2 separate regions of the Rattus norvegicus genome follow, and region 2 is linked to region 1. Evidence: chromatin contacts called from public Hi-C data. All regions are on one chromosome and are shown on one strand. Each heading gives the region's core, a stretch centred on a gene start, on an enhancer-like site or on the middle of the called end of the contact. The rest is flanking DNA. Distances are from core to core; before and after follow the strand shown.

Region 1 (6,318 bases), core at 965-3,464:
GCTTTTTAGCTTGCCACTTAGTTTATGAACTAAAACAGCAAAAAGTTTTCTACTATCTGAGTATCAAGAGTTCCATGCTGTTAAAGATCTCAAGTCTCTGGTCAAACATGTGACTGGATCATGTCACCCCTAAGCACATCCTTAACGGTGTGAAGGGCTTCTTCAAATGTCTCATGACTTTTAGCAAGACAACTTGTTTTTTTGGAGTTAATATTTTATTTAGGTGTCCAACGCTAACTGGGTGCTGTTAGTAATTCAAGTAGCAAGAAACCTGAAAATATGAAGCTCACAAGAAAAAATCCTAACAGTATTGACAAAACACAGTCTCTAGTAATAAAAAGTAATTAGTATGCAAGGGAGTTAGCATCATAATAATTTCAGAAAAATGTTAATTCTCAGTTCTATTAAATATTAGACTTCAATTTTGAATACTGCTCATAATAAAGCAATTGGTACAATATACTGAAGTTAGTTCTAAATTATAGTTTTAAATAGGGCTATGTTATAAACTTTCATTAGCCTTGAAGTATTGGTGGTATTTAGGAAAGCCAGAGAGAATATGACATCACTTTTTCCAGCTGGCTAGTATTTCGAAGTATCTTAGATACTTTTAAAAATAAATACTATGTACAAACTCTTTGGATCCGGATCAGTTGAGATCCAGTTTGTATTAGCGTGGCTTCTCTGTAAACGTTTTTCTCTTGTGAAGTCCACCCTACTTTGTCCTGTATGATCAAGAAATGGGCATGGGCATGTGACCTGGGGGCGGAAGGCAACCTTCAGAACGCCAATCCAAGAACTCCAGAGTCTGAGGAATAGCAGTAGTTATCTATCTTTGTACTTGAGGGTGGCGAGCTAAGAACTGAAGGTTTACCCTTGGTCAAGGTCCCATCTGGTTTTGGTTTTGAGGTTCATTAACAGTAAATTCATGTTTTCTAAACTACTTTTATCAAGATCACTCTTCCCCATTATATTAGACTGTAGTCTAAAGCCAAAATCAGAGCGATGATTATTAACTTATTCGAAACACTTTGCTTCATGCGAATCACAATGCAAAGCCAATTTTTCCAACCCTAGAGCAGAAGACAAATTTTAAAGCATAGGAATTGAACAGAAAAAAAAAATTAACCCTTGGGGCAACTTATGAGAAAAAAGGGGGTTGGGGAATTCATAAGAGCATCAAAGTTAATACTACAGAACATATTAGGTAATCATGAGGCTCGGCAGCACTGTGAGCTGCAAACGAAAGAGATGGACTTCAGTTTGATGCATTGACCGTCGAAACATCATATAGGTCTGGAGAAACTGTTTTTTGAATACACACCCAGAGCATCTACTAAGTCAGTCTCTAAAAGGTTTGCATTATAAAGCAAAATTACATGCACATAAAACACTCAATTTAATGCTCCTTTAAACTCTATGCCAAGGCAAAAGTTCACCAAACCTCAGGATAGGGCTGATTCCAGCCATTGCCAACAAGCCTCCCTGGACAACAGCTGGGGCTAACTGTGGTCTCAACCAAAGCCCAGCTCGAGAGTCTGAGCTACATAGTTTACCCATTTTAGAGCAGTGTGTGGATGGCACCCAGAAAACAGGCTACTTTCCCCAAGCCCCATTTCCCTGTCCATAAAATAAGACCAGAGGATCCTTTCTGGAACTAGCTGGTAAACTCCATCTCAGGGATTATTTCCTTTAAAAAGCAGGAAATAAAAGCGCGAAATTCTGATTTTAACCAAGTATTTTCTTTTTCTTTTTTCATCTTGAGATCCCTTCCATGAGTTCCTCTTAGGGTCCTTTCCTTGCCCGACAGAACCCCAGAAGCACATTTGAAGAGACTGTGCCCTTATCCATTCCATATGGCCGGCACGATCCAGGCCAAGCTTTCACTGTGACCTTTTAAAGAGACAAAGAAACAAACTACTATCTAGCAACAGCAAAGCTGCAGTTTTACTGAGTGAAATTAGCAAAACCGACCTGAAACTCACCACTTCAAAACTTGACAGCATATAAATAACAAAACAAAGGAGATTTCCTTTGCAGCCGGGGTTCCTGAAGTGAAGTTCAAGACTGGTGTTTTCTATGTCCTTTTTATTATTATTATTATTGTTTAAAAAAAAAAAAAAAAAGGCAGCAGACCTGAAGGCGACTTCCCCTGAAATTGTATTATTTTCTCTTCCCTTACCCCGCGCCCCGCTAGGCGGGGGAAGGGCAAAAATAAACGTCTAGAAGAGTAGATATGGGAGGAGGGGGTAAAAAAAAAAAGTCACAATTCGACAAACAGCATAGCTAGCTAGTAAAATGTCTAACCTCGGAGAACGGGGTTTGGGAGGGGAGGAGGGGAGAGTGGGAAGTAGGGAGGAGGGAGAAGGTAAAATTGATCTGACAAGTGATTCGTTGGGGTGGGGGGTGGGGGGAGTCGTAAAAACAAAGCGGAACCCGTTAGGAGCTGTACACTGGTGGTACTGGGGAGGTGGTGAGAGGAATCTCTTTAAAAGAAGGAAAAAAATCACTGCGGACAAGGACCTCAGAAAGGGTGGGGAGAGGAATTTAAAAAAAAAAAAAAAAAAAAAAAAAAGGTACCCTCACCCCCTCCTCCCGCTGAGCTCCTGGGAGAGCGCGTAAAGTCGGCTTGGTGTCACCCTCGCCAGACTAGTCCGAGACCCGGGAGCCTCAGGGAAAGGCCACCTCGCTTTCTTCCCAGCCGCCCCCTCCCCCTCCCCAACAATCGCGACTGCGATTAACAAACCTTAAACTTTTTCCCCACCGCCTCGCACCCCCACTGAGGGTATCTAGCAGGGGCCTGAGAGGGTGAGGGGTAGAGGGTCGTGCCAAGAGCCCCGGGAAGGCACTAGGAGGCCACTTGGGAGGCCGGCGTCACCGACAACAACCCCGGGGACCCTCTCCCTGCCCATGGACGCGGGGACCCGGAGCGCCCGGGAGCATCGACGGGGAGGGAGGAGCAGGGGGGAGGGGGAGATCCGAGGGCAACCCCGCCGCCGCCTCCTCGGCGGCCACTCGCTCCCCGCCCCCTCCCCCCCCAAAAGTCGCCAAGCTCTCACTCAGCCCGAGTCGGAGGTAAACAAGGAGGTCGACAATGGCAGTGGGACTTGGGGGCGCAGCCGCCGCCCGGAGGCCCCCCAAAACTGATGCAGAGTTGCGCGGAGGGCGGCGGGTGCCCGGCTGCAGGCGGGGTCCCCACGCGGGCGGCGAGGCCGGAGTCGCCGGCGGCCCGGGAGAGGCGCGCGGGGGTCTGCGCGCTCGTGTGAGCGCAGCTCCCCGGACGGCTGCCCGTCGCTCGCTCGTTCGCTCGTGTCCCCTCGCGGCCGCTCTGCCCCCATTAAACCAGGAGTTGACTCATCCCGGCCGCGGTGGCCGCTGCCGTGCCGCGCTGGGCTCCGCGCGTCCTCCCGGGCTGCAGCCCTCGCCGCCGCCGCTGCTGCCGCCGCCGCCGCTGTGGCTGCCGCTTCTTCCTCCTCCTCATTTTAATGCGAGGCACCGGCTGGCAGCGCAGCCTCCTCCCGGCCGCCCGCAGCCTGCTACCCCGGCGGGGCCGCCGCGTCCCGGGCGCGGGAGGGGGAGCGCGGGCGGCGGGGGCAGGGTGCGGGAGGGCCGGGAGGGACCGGGCTCAAAACCCGGGCTGGAGGGCCGGGATCGGGGGAGGGGCGGGGGCGGCGGCGGCGGCGGCGGCCCGGGAAGAGCTGAGTGGGGCGCGCGCTGGCGGCCGGGCGCGCGAGCATCCGTAATGAGCCGCGAGCGAGAGGCGGGCGGCCGGCCGAGTGTACACAATGCCCGGCGGCCGGGGGCGCCGGGAGGACGCGGGGGGCGCCCCGGGCAGGTGCGTGCGGGCAGCGCGAAGGAGGGGTGACTAGAGGACCCTGAGCCGCCCCGGGGGGACGGGGGCGGGGGCGTGCAGGTGTCACTTGAGGTGGGCAAGCAGCTAGTCGTGCTGGCGAGAAGAGCCCCGCGGAGTGCCTGGGTAGGAGGGCAAGAGAGGCAAGAAGCCGGGTGACGCTCGCCCTAGTACTTATTCTCAAAGGAATGTGGTCTCTTAACTGCCAAGAGTGACATGCAGTAACAACTGAGTAAGGGCTTTCCGAACAAGTCAGAGCCATAGATACTTTGGACTTCTGAAACGCGGCCCGTAGTGCTGGAGTTAAACTAAATTTGGGTCACTGGAAACACACACCTGACTTGCCATTACAAAGGAAAAGATGTCATCACTCTTAAAATACTTCCCATCGGGCGAATATAGGAAAGTTTGGGTTAGTGAATTCATCTGTTGTAGCAATAAATACTTTTGTCATCGACAAAAGATCCCCAGTTACATTACTGGCCATTATTACACAGTACGACCTTTAGGTAATTTACTAAATACAGTCCACATAAAAATGAACACCGTGACATCCACCTAAAATTTAAAAAAAAAATGCATCTTTTAATCACTAAGGTTTGTGCCACCGGAGGAGCCAAGTGTTATATTTTGAAGAACTGTTTTGAAGAATGCAATAGATTAGGGGAGAGATGTGTAGAACTGAAAAACACTGTGATACACTTTTTTTTTTAAAGCAACAAGTTAGGACAACCGCAGAGATAAGGACGAAGATATGCAAATGAAGCTCTTTAAAGCGACCAATACACTCTCAGGCACAGTGTTTACAACTAGAAGTCTAAAAAAAGCAGAAGGTAAAGTAGGGGAAATTACTGCCCCTTGGGGTGGGGTAGAGGGTGCAAGTTTAGGAGGAGCACAAAGAAAATAGATTGCTCCAAGAGCACCCAGGTTCGACCACAAACCGGAAAGGTTAGTCAAAATTGAGGAAGGCAACCGTGAATCTTGGCACCAAACCCTTGAGAAAAAAAAGAAAGAAAAAAAGGACATGTGATAGCAAGGCAGAAACATACCATCCAAAACAAGGGAAGTTTAAACCACCTTCACCACAAAGGCTAAAAGGACATTTTTTAAAGCTGAAATGTGTGGGAAATATGGAGGCTATTTACAGTATAGTAATCAATAAGGAAAATACAAATACAGCCAAATATAGCACCTGTGTGGGAGTCTGTATTGTGACTGGAGGCTAAGCTTATTTTGAAAGATATTTGATATTTAAAAGAACACACGTGATTATCTTGATAAGAACAATGATGTTTTTTCAATAGGATACATTAAACTTTCAGTCTCCACTGTGGATATCTGAATAGTCCTTCAAATTGGTAATGCCTGACATGTTTCCCTGAAACCTGACCTTTCTTAGTAGGAACAGTGTGTTCTAGTGTCATGCTGGATGAATTAACAAACAATAATAAAAAGAGAAAAATTATACAGGCCTACAAAGGCAGCAGTATGTCACTTGCTAATGCAAGTCAACTTCAATTGAATTCTTAGAAAAAAGAAGGAAGGAAGGAAGGAGCAGACTGTTGGTCAAAACAAATTCTGAGCTGAAAGACAAGAATACTAAAAACACAAAAAGGTTTCTGAGATGGGCTACAAGGGGATGAAAATACTATGTTTCTCCAATAATTTTACACAAGTAAATGTGACAAAATGCCTCCTGATTTCCTCAGCCTCCCGGGGACCTGATCCATGCTGACATAACCTGGGAAATTTTAGTCTTGACAGCACCTTTTACCCAGGAACCACAACCTATTTATTTATAAACAAATGCCATTGAAGTATGGAGTAAGGACTAACGTGGCCTGGGGAACTGACGGAATGAAGGAGCAAAATGCCATGTAATAGTAACTGTTATAAAGAGTAACAGTATAGGAAAACCACCAACCTATTAGTCATGCACATATGTCACTCCTAAAGCTATCAGTTCTTAAAGAATAAAGTATATGTCCTGAAAACTGTCCGGGGGAGAAAGGCCCTCAGGCTAAGACCTCATGATGCACCATAGTGAAGGGCTGTCTTACTATACATGCTCATGAGAGTATGCGATGTGTGTAACCATCCTCATTAGTAAACGCGCTCTAGGTACTAAGTCCTCATCGGTAAAATCCCATCAAAATAATAAGAGAAAAAGAAAGGAAATTATATTGGCTTCCGAGACCTACGTGATCATAAGCGGTCAGGATAGAGACAAAAATGCTACCAGGTTCTACAGGGACATCTTATCTTTAGCCATAAAGATACAAGCGACTGTTGAAGAAAAGTTAAAACAAATTAGGATTTATAAATCTTGCTATCGAACTGGAGAACTTCAGCAGCAGCCTAAGTCCTGCAGCCCCAGTGCGTGAACTATTCAGCGCATGGGTACCGTCAGAACAGCACCTCAGTCCTCTCTTGCATGGAAAAGGGCATCTGAACTGTATGGAAAGGCC
Region 2 (6,318 bases), core at 1,210-3,709, 630 kb after region 1:
GAAAGCCACATATGGACGAATGGGTGGGGCTGCAAGGGGTGAAACAGGAGAGACTAATGGTAGCTTTATTTCCTCTTACCCATGTCCCGTCTTTCAGATAACCAGTCATTGTAGGTGGAGGGAAAGGACTGGGAAGAAAACACAGCAGGCAGAAGATAAAGCAGTTTATCTATAGCATGCCCTTTCCACTCCTATTAATTGTAGCAAATTATAACACGCATCCCCTCCTGCGGGGGAATCTGTTACAAAGGGGTAGAAAGAGAGACTTATTCAACTGGGTGGGGGTTGGGGGGGAGACATCGGAAAGAGAAACACTTCAGGTTAATTGGAGCTAAGAATATAAAATACTCATCTTAAAGTGTGTGCTTCAGTTATGAGAAGGAAAGTGTCGAGATCAAAATGTTTTCTGTTCAGGATTCAACACAGCATGGGTGTTTTGAAACAAGCGGTAATCATTTCTCATGGAGAAATCAGAAGCAGCAGCTTCTGCTCAGGACAAGCACAAGGGAGACCAATTCTAGTCTCCCCGGGGACCCTGGAAGAGACACACAGGCCGCCAGCACAGGCAGTCAGCAGAGGAGTCCCTTGAAGCGAGCGGCTGCAGGAGTGACAGGGATTATGAAGCAGTGCAATTGCTTAATGCTTTATTCATACAGAAGAAATGACAAGGAATTCCCCTAAAATTCTAAACATTAGGAGGGTTAGTTTGAAAAAAAAAAATCAGCGTGGCTTCTATACAGTTCTTGAAGCAAACGAATCGGTCAACTCTGTCATCAGGAAATAAGAAAATGTAGGGAGCATTCCCTTGGCAAGCCAGGCTCCCTGATATTCTTTGAGAGAGCAGAAAATTAGAGCCTGATGCAGAAACAGCCTGTGCCCAGCTAGACAGAGCTCTGGTTTGCTTGCTATCACCCTGGCAGCATCCATGTGGCATCAAAATCTCTATTAGGACTCTGTTTAAATATTTCTTTACTAGAAATAATTTCTCTAAAGTAATAAGCAGTGCACCGAATAATACCAAGTTAAAAATTCTTAGAAAGGCAGGAAAATTAGTCACAATTTTCACATAGTTCTTCAAAATGAAAGCACATGAGAATAAAAAAGGGTCCTTCTCACTCTTTTTTTTTTGAAGACCATCTTTGTTTACTTCATTCCCAAGTATTAAGAGATTGTGTGATCCATTTGCATAGGATAACTAACATATACCACATCATTTGCACGTCTGCAAGTACACGTGAGTAACCGTAATTACACGTGACACCAATTACTCTATTACTTTGTATTAAATTATAATGGAAAATTCCACTAGAGAATTGAAGCCTAATTGCATCTTAATTTGCATAATTTTGCATATTAATTACATCTCCGATGAATAATAAATTTCAGCAGATTTTTAATTTATGCATAGACACAAAAACAAGTGGAGAAATAATTTAGAAAAAAAAATACCAGCAACTATTACTTAGGGCATTCAACTAATTTTGCTTAGTTTAGCAAAACAAAACTTGGTTTGTTTGATATGGCATCTTTAGGCTGATTGCTGTTTATTGCATAATATGTCTCAAAGCATAGGTACAGACATGACTTTTCTTAATAAAAAGGAAGGGGGGCTCAATTATAGCATTTTAAGTTTAGATATTTTATATTTTGATAAACCTGTCTTGGTGGATAACATGGGGTTTTTTTTTATGTTGGAAATATCTTTAATTGTAACTCCTTTTTAAAAACGGAAGATTAATTTCTGTTGTTGCTATTTTAAATGCAAGGGATTACAAAGAGTAGAACATAAAAATACTTTAGTGAAGGCGACCACTTATAAAATGTGTCAAATGCTTCCTTATTTTGAGTCTATGCTGAAGTAACTCAAAATTGTTTTTGTGATTTTACATGAGCAATTCAAAGCAAGAATTCCCATGCAGGTTGTCGTTTTGTTGGGAAATCACTGTGCAGAGGAATTGCTTTTAAAGCTAGCTGCTATTTTCGGATTATTTTCTTTGTTTATGACTATCCTAGTTTAAGCAGTAACATTTGCTCTTGACTGCTAGAGACCTCGATTTTAAATTTCTTCCCCTGTGCTTTGCATTTATTAAATAAATGGAGCAGTTTTCTATAATTATCTAATACATATAAAGCTATCTTAACATCAAAAGTCACAAAACATGACTTGGTATTTCTCAAATGATAGTATGTCGGTGAGAATTGAATTTGTCCACCTTTGCCTAAAGCCAAGCCTTCGTGTTTTACTGTTGAAGCAAATTCTAAAGAAGGGGGCCCTGCTTCCTTAAGTCTAATACTATGATCATTTGGCAAATTATACAAAAGGAGAAGATGACAACATCCCAATAAATCAGGAAACTGTCAAGATTAATAATCTTAGCCGTCATCTGCTTTCCTGTGAAAGCCCGACTGGCACCAAGCACGTTCCAGCCTATTCTCCCGTTCTTCTGGTTGGGAAACTGGACTCGTGCCAGCCTGGTGGCACACGACCTCCAGGCAGCCATCCTGTATGCCTTCTATCGCATTAGTCTGCATTTTTCAGTCAGTAGCGTTGGTTCACGGGGCTGCAAGCAAAAACTGCTTAGGACACACTCTCCCTTCTCCAGTTTCTACTCAGTGTTATCACAGATGGGAGACACTCTTGAGCTTCGAAGTCTGCATTTCTGTTTGTTTCTTTACATTCTGATATTGGCTGTTTGGTTTTAAAAGTTTTCCTCGTCTTAGGCAAAGTAGAGCCAATGGAAGAAATAAAATATAGGCCTGTCTTTCTATTGTCAGCACAAGGCCTTGACTCTCTGGTTTCTGTTACTGGATGACAGACCTTTGGTTACTCAGGTATTTAAAAGCTGATCGTTCAGCCGTCCAAAATAACTGTGTCCATGATCACATCTGTCTCTACTTTTTTGTTCAAGCCTTTTGATCAGGTTCTTACATTAAAGAGGGATTTGAGCTGGCTGAGTTCCTCGGGGAGGGGAGGGGGAAGAAAGGAAATTCTTCCAACATTTGAACAATGGTTCCCTCTTGTGGCCGCACTTCGGGACTGCTGTTGAGGAAATGGAGGGCTGTGAAGTCCCTCCTGCCGCTGACTTCTGTGCAGCCGGCTGTATTAACCCACTGGTCCCTTGTTTGGAAGCCCTTCCTTCAGGTTCCAGTCACTGGCCCTATTTTCAGCGTGGTGCAAACTTTGTAGATTGAGGAATCTGGGGGACCCAGATGCTCGGTGTTCATCATTGCTCTTATTAGAGAAAAGCTTCCATTGGAACAACGTAGTGTCCATATTTTAGGAAAAAAAAAATTGGAGTTGTTAATGAGTATTTGGGGCAAAGGCTGTCTGGTTTTCATTATAGGGTTCAGAAATGTATTTAGACTTCACAACTCAGAGCATTCATAACCTCCTGAGGAGGCATTTCTGGTGTAGAATTAAGTCTAGACTGCACTCATTCGCTCAGGCATTTCCCTCTCTGAGGGTAAAAGCTTACTTGCAGATGACCCTCCAATGCACCTTTCATTTATTCTCCCATAGACTTATTCAATCTGACTACTTGATGGGACAAACTCGGTCTAACGCAGCATCTGTCAACAGCCCACGCACTGGTCCTCTCAGTGTTGAACTATGCTCAGAGCGGTGACTGCCAAAAAATGCCCCTTTGAGTAGACCTTTCCCCCATTACGATCATATTCAACGGAGAAGTAAGCAGTTGCGACATAGGCAGGAATCTGCTTGTGCATGCTTGAGACTTTAAATATTGAGGAAAAATTGTAGTTGTCCATGTTAGATGAATGCAATAATTTTGCATGTGCGTGTTACAATTCTGGGTATAAAAACATCCTCTCTCAATGCTGTTCTAGGGATCCCACTTGAGGAATGGAAGCATTTGTATTTGTCAAGTCATTTCCAGGCTACAATTCGCAATTGCCTCACAGTCTGTTTGGAAGTTTTACATGGTAAATCATATTCAGGGTAGAAATGGATGCAATCTTGCCTGTCTTGGACAATATGGTCAGGTGCCAAGAATCAAGAATACAGAGCTTTAGTAATTATTATTTTTAATTGTATCTTTGAACATGTGATATGTGTGTATGTGCACACACACCTCTGCCAGAGTATGTATGTTAAAGTAGAGGACAGCTTTAAGAGTCAATTCTTCTCCCTCTACCAGTCTTAGTGGCAGACACATTTCCCACTGACCCATTTTGCAGACGTATGCGGGTGTAATTACTTATGCGTTACTTTTTTCTTTCGAGTCCAGAGGAAGCTTTCTTATGTTCCCATATTCACCTGCAATCTGAGTCTCGTCAGAGGCAGAGGACTGCTATGTGAGTAGAAAATAGGACTGCTTCAGTTTAAGTTAGAACAAACCCCAGCATGGAAAAGAATGGCTTTCTCTTCTTCAAGTAGTGAACTTCAAAAAGGCTAAGCCTTCCTGTCATTATTTTCAACAGCTCCCCTGCCTTTTTTTTTTCACTGCTTCTTGGGAGGAGTCCTCTGTGTGGTTCCCTTGTCAGGTAAAGTGTGCCTGGCCAGAGGCTCCCCAAAGAGTCCTTGCCCTATCTCCTTTGATTCCGTGCCCTTTCATTCTACCTGTTCATTCAATGGAACAATGCAGAATTGAATGTGTGGCAGTTTCCCCGCACCACATATGTATAGGCAGCTTGTGGACATTTTTAAAAATTAATTATCACCATCTGACTTTTGCAGGAAACCCATCCTCAAACTCAGTCTCTCACTCTCTTCGCTTTTCTCATGTCTTTGCCTCTACCTATGTTTCAGTCTCCCTCAGTCTCTGTCTCTCTCCCTGTCCCCCTCCTTGCCTTGTCATGAGATTAGCAATCTAATTCATTTGCACAAGAATAATAACAAACACAAATCCATCTGGCTCTTCATTTTCTTTCTCTTAAGAGATCCTCAAAAGCCCTTGGAAGTTAGCAAAAACAAATAAGGAAAGCGGGAAAAGTGTAATGTGGAGAAATGTAAATTTTAGATGTAATGATCCAATCAAAATTTAAGTGAAATATTCAGGTATTTTCTGGCTTTTTATTTTGTCAAATGGCACTTAGAAACAGTTCAAAAACTGATTTTTTTCCAATGATTTAATAAATGGTTTTTTTAACAACAGAAAAACAAAACCTCAGGAAGAAAACAAAAAAGAAATCTTTGTCTATTGCCTTCTGAGCTTTGGAAAATGGCAGGTTCACCTCCCGTGTGCCGTGCCGTGATGTGATTGGAGCAACTGAGCATATGTTTCTGAGCGGAAGTCCACTGGAGCTCACCGTGGCTTGTTTGTCCTTCAGGAGCTGGTCACAGTCACCTCTTCTCAGAGACTTCCGTGATTTCCCATACATGCACGAACAGCACTGTCATTAGCTCTCATTAGGCATTGTCTGATTCTCATCTGCTGTATTTTGAATTTGATTGCTTTTTATCATGTCTCTGTCTCCAGGTTGTCACTCCCATGGGGTCAAGAATTCTTAGAACTCGCTTTTAAGGAGCACTCCACAAATGTCAATTGACCAAACAAACCCAAATCTAACAGAAAGTAGTATGATTTAGACAGGAGTCAATGTTTTCCCCTACAGACCAATAATTTCTTATGGAAACAGAGAAAGGACTAAATGTATGAAGAGGTAGAGTTAAGCTGCTTTCACCAATCAGGCTGGAGATGAAGGCAGGACCAAGAGGAAGGCTGAACTCTTCCCACTTGTCCTATCTAGTTCAACCCCCCTAGAATGTGATGTAAGACCGTAATCTCAGGCTTATGTATGAAAAGTAAAAATATGTATTTCATAGTAGTATTCTCTTGTCTGGCCACTTCCATACTTCCTCTTCTCTGTGGTGAATGAGATTCCTGAGGTAGTGCTATGAAGACCCTGAAGTCACGGGTTTATGTACTCTGTCCTTGCAAAGGTGCTAGAAGCTTGTCTTAGCCGAACAAATAAAAGGGGGATCAAGCCGCAGAAAGGCCTAAGACTCTTTTCTGACTGTCCCACACTCAAGTATTGAATCCCCATGAGGAAAATCAGGTGGCAAAGTCCATTGTAAAAGGGGTTTCCAAGCAAATTCATTATTTTTATTTCACCTTAAGAGAGGAAGAAGCAAATGGCTAGAACCAGAAAGATGACTACAAGAAACCTGCTTGCCATTAGCTGACTGTGACCTCGAACATGAAGACTAGAAACTAGAGAAAAATCCACCACTAATCTATTCTTGGCAGAAACCGTTCTGGTGAGTAAGAAGCCGCCTACTAGCCTTTTTTTTTTCCCTTCCCATCTTCTAGATAAAAATGAGTGTTTAAAAACTGTGCTAAAATTTTCAAAAACACC

What was found. Hi-C and Micro-C count contacts between places; a contact is called where the count stands out from the background.
Region 2: a Hi-C map of frontal cortex shows a contact between it and region 1, with 2.9 times the contacts expected there. The contact joins the enhancer-like site here to the promoter of Satb1 in region 1. A contact is called at or near these places in 2 of 12 Hi-C or Micro-C datasets (Schwann cells and frontal cortex).

What each region holds. Positions count from the first base shown.
Region 1 is chr9:4,987,711-4,994,028 of GRCr8, forward strand. Satb1 (SATB homeobox 1) reads right to left here and starts at 2,215. Exons shown (of 11, transcript NM_001012129.2): 1 at 1,986-2,215. LOC134480317 (a long non-coding RNA gene) reads left to right here and starts at 3,730. Exons shown (of 3, transcript XR_010054681.1): 1 at 3,730-3,835.
Region 2 is chr9:5,621,467-5,627,784 of GRCr8, forward strand. No RefSeq gene overlaps it. Among named protein-coding and RNA genes, the nearest start is that of Kcnh8, 120 kb to the right of the region's middle. Within about 2 kb of position 2,460, at least 5 of the 93 cell types and tissues checked have an H3K27ac peak or open chromatin away from gene starts, as enhancers often do.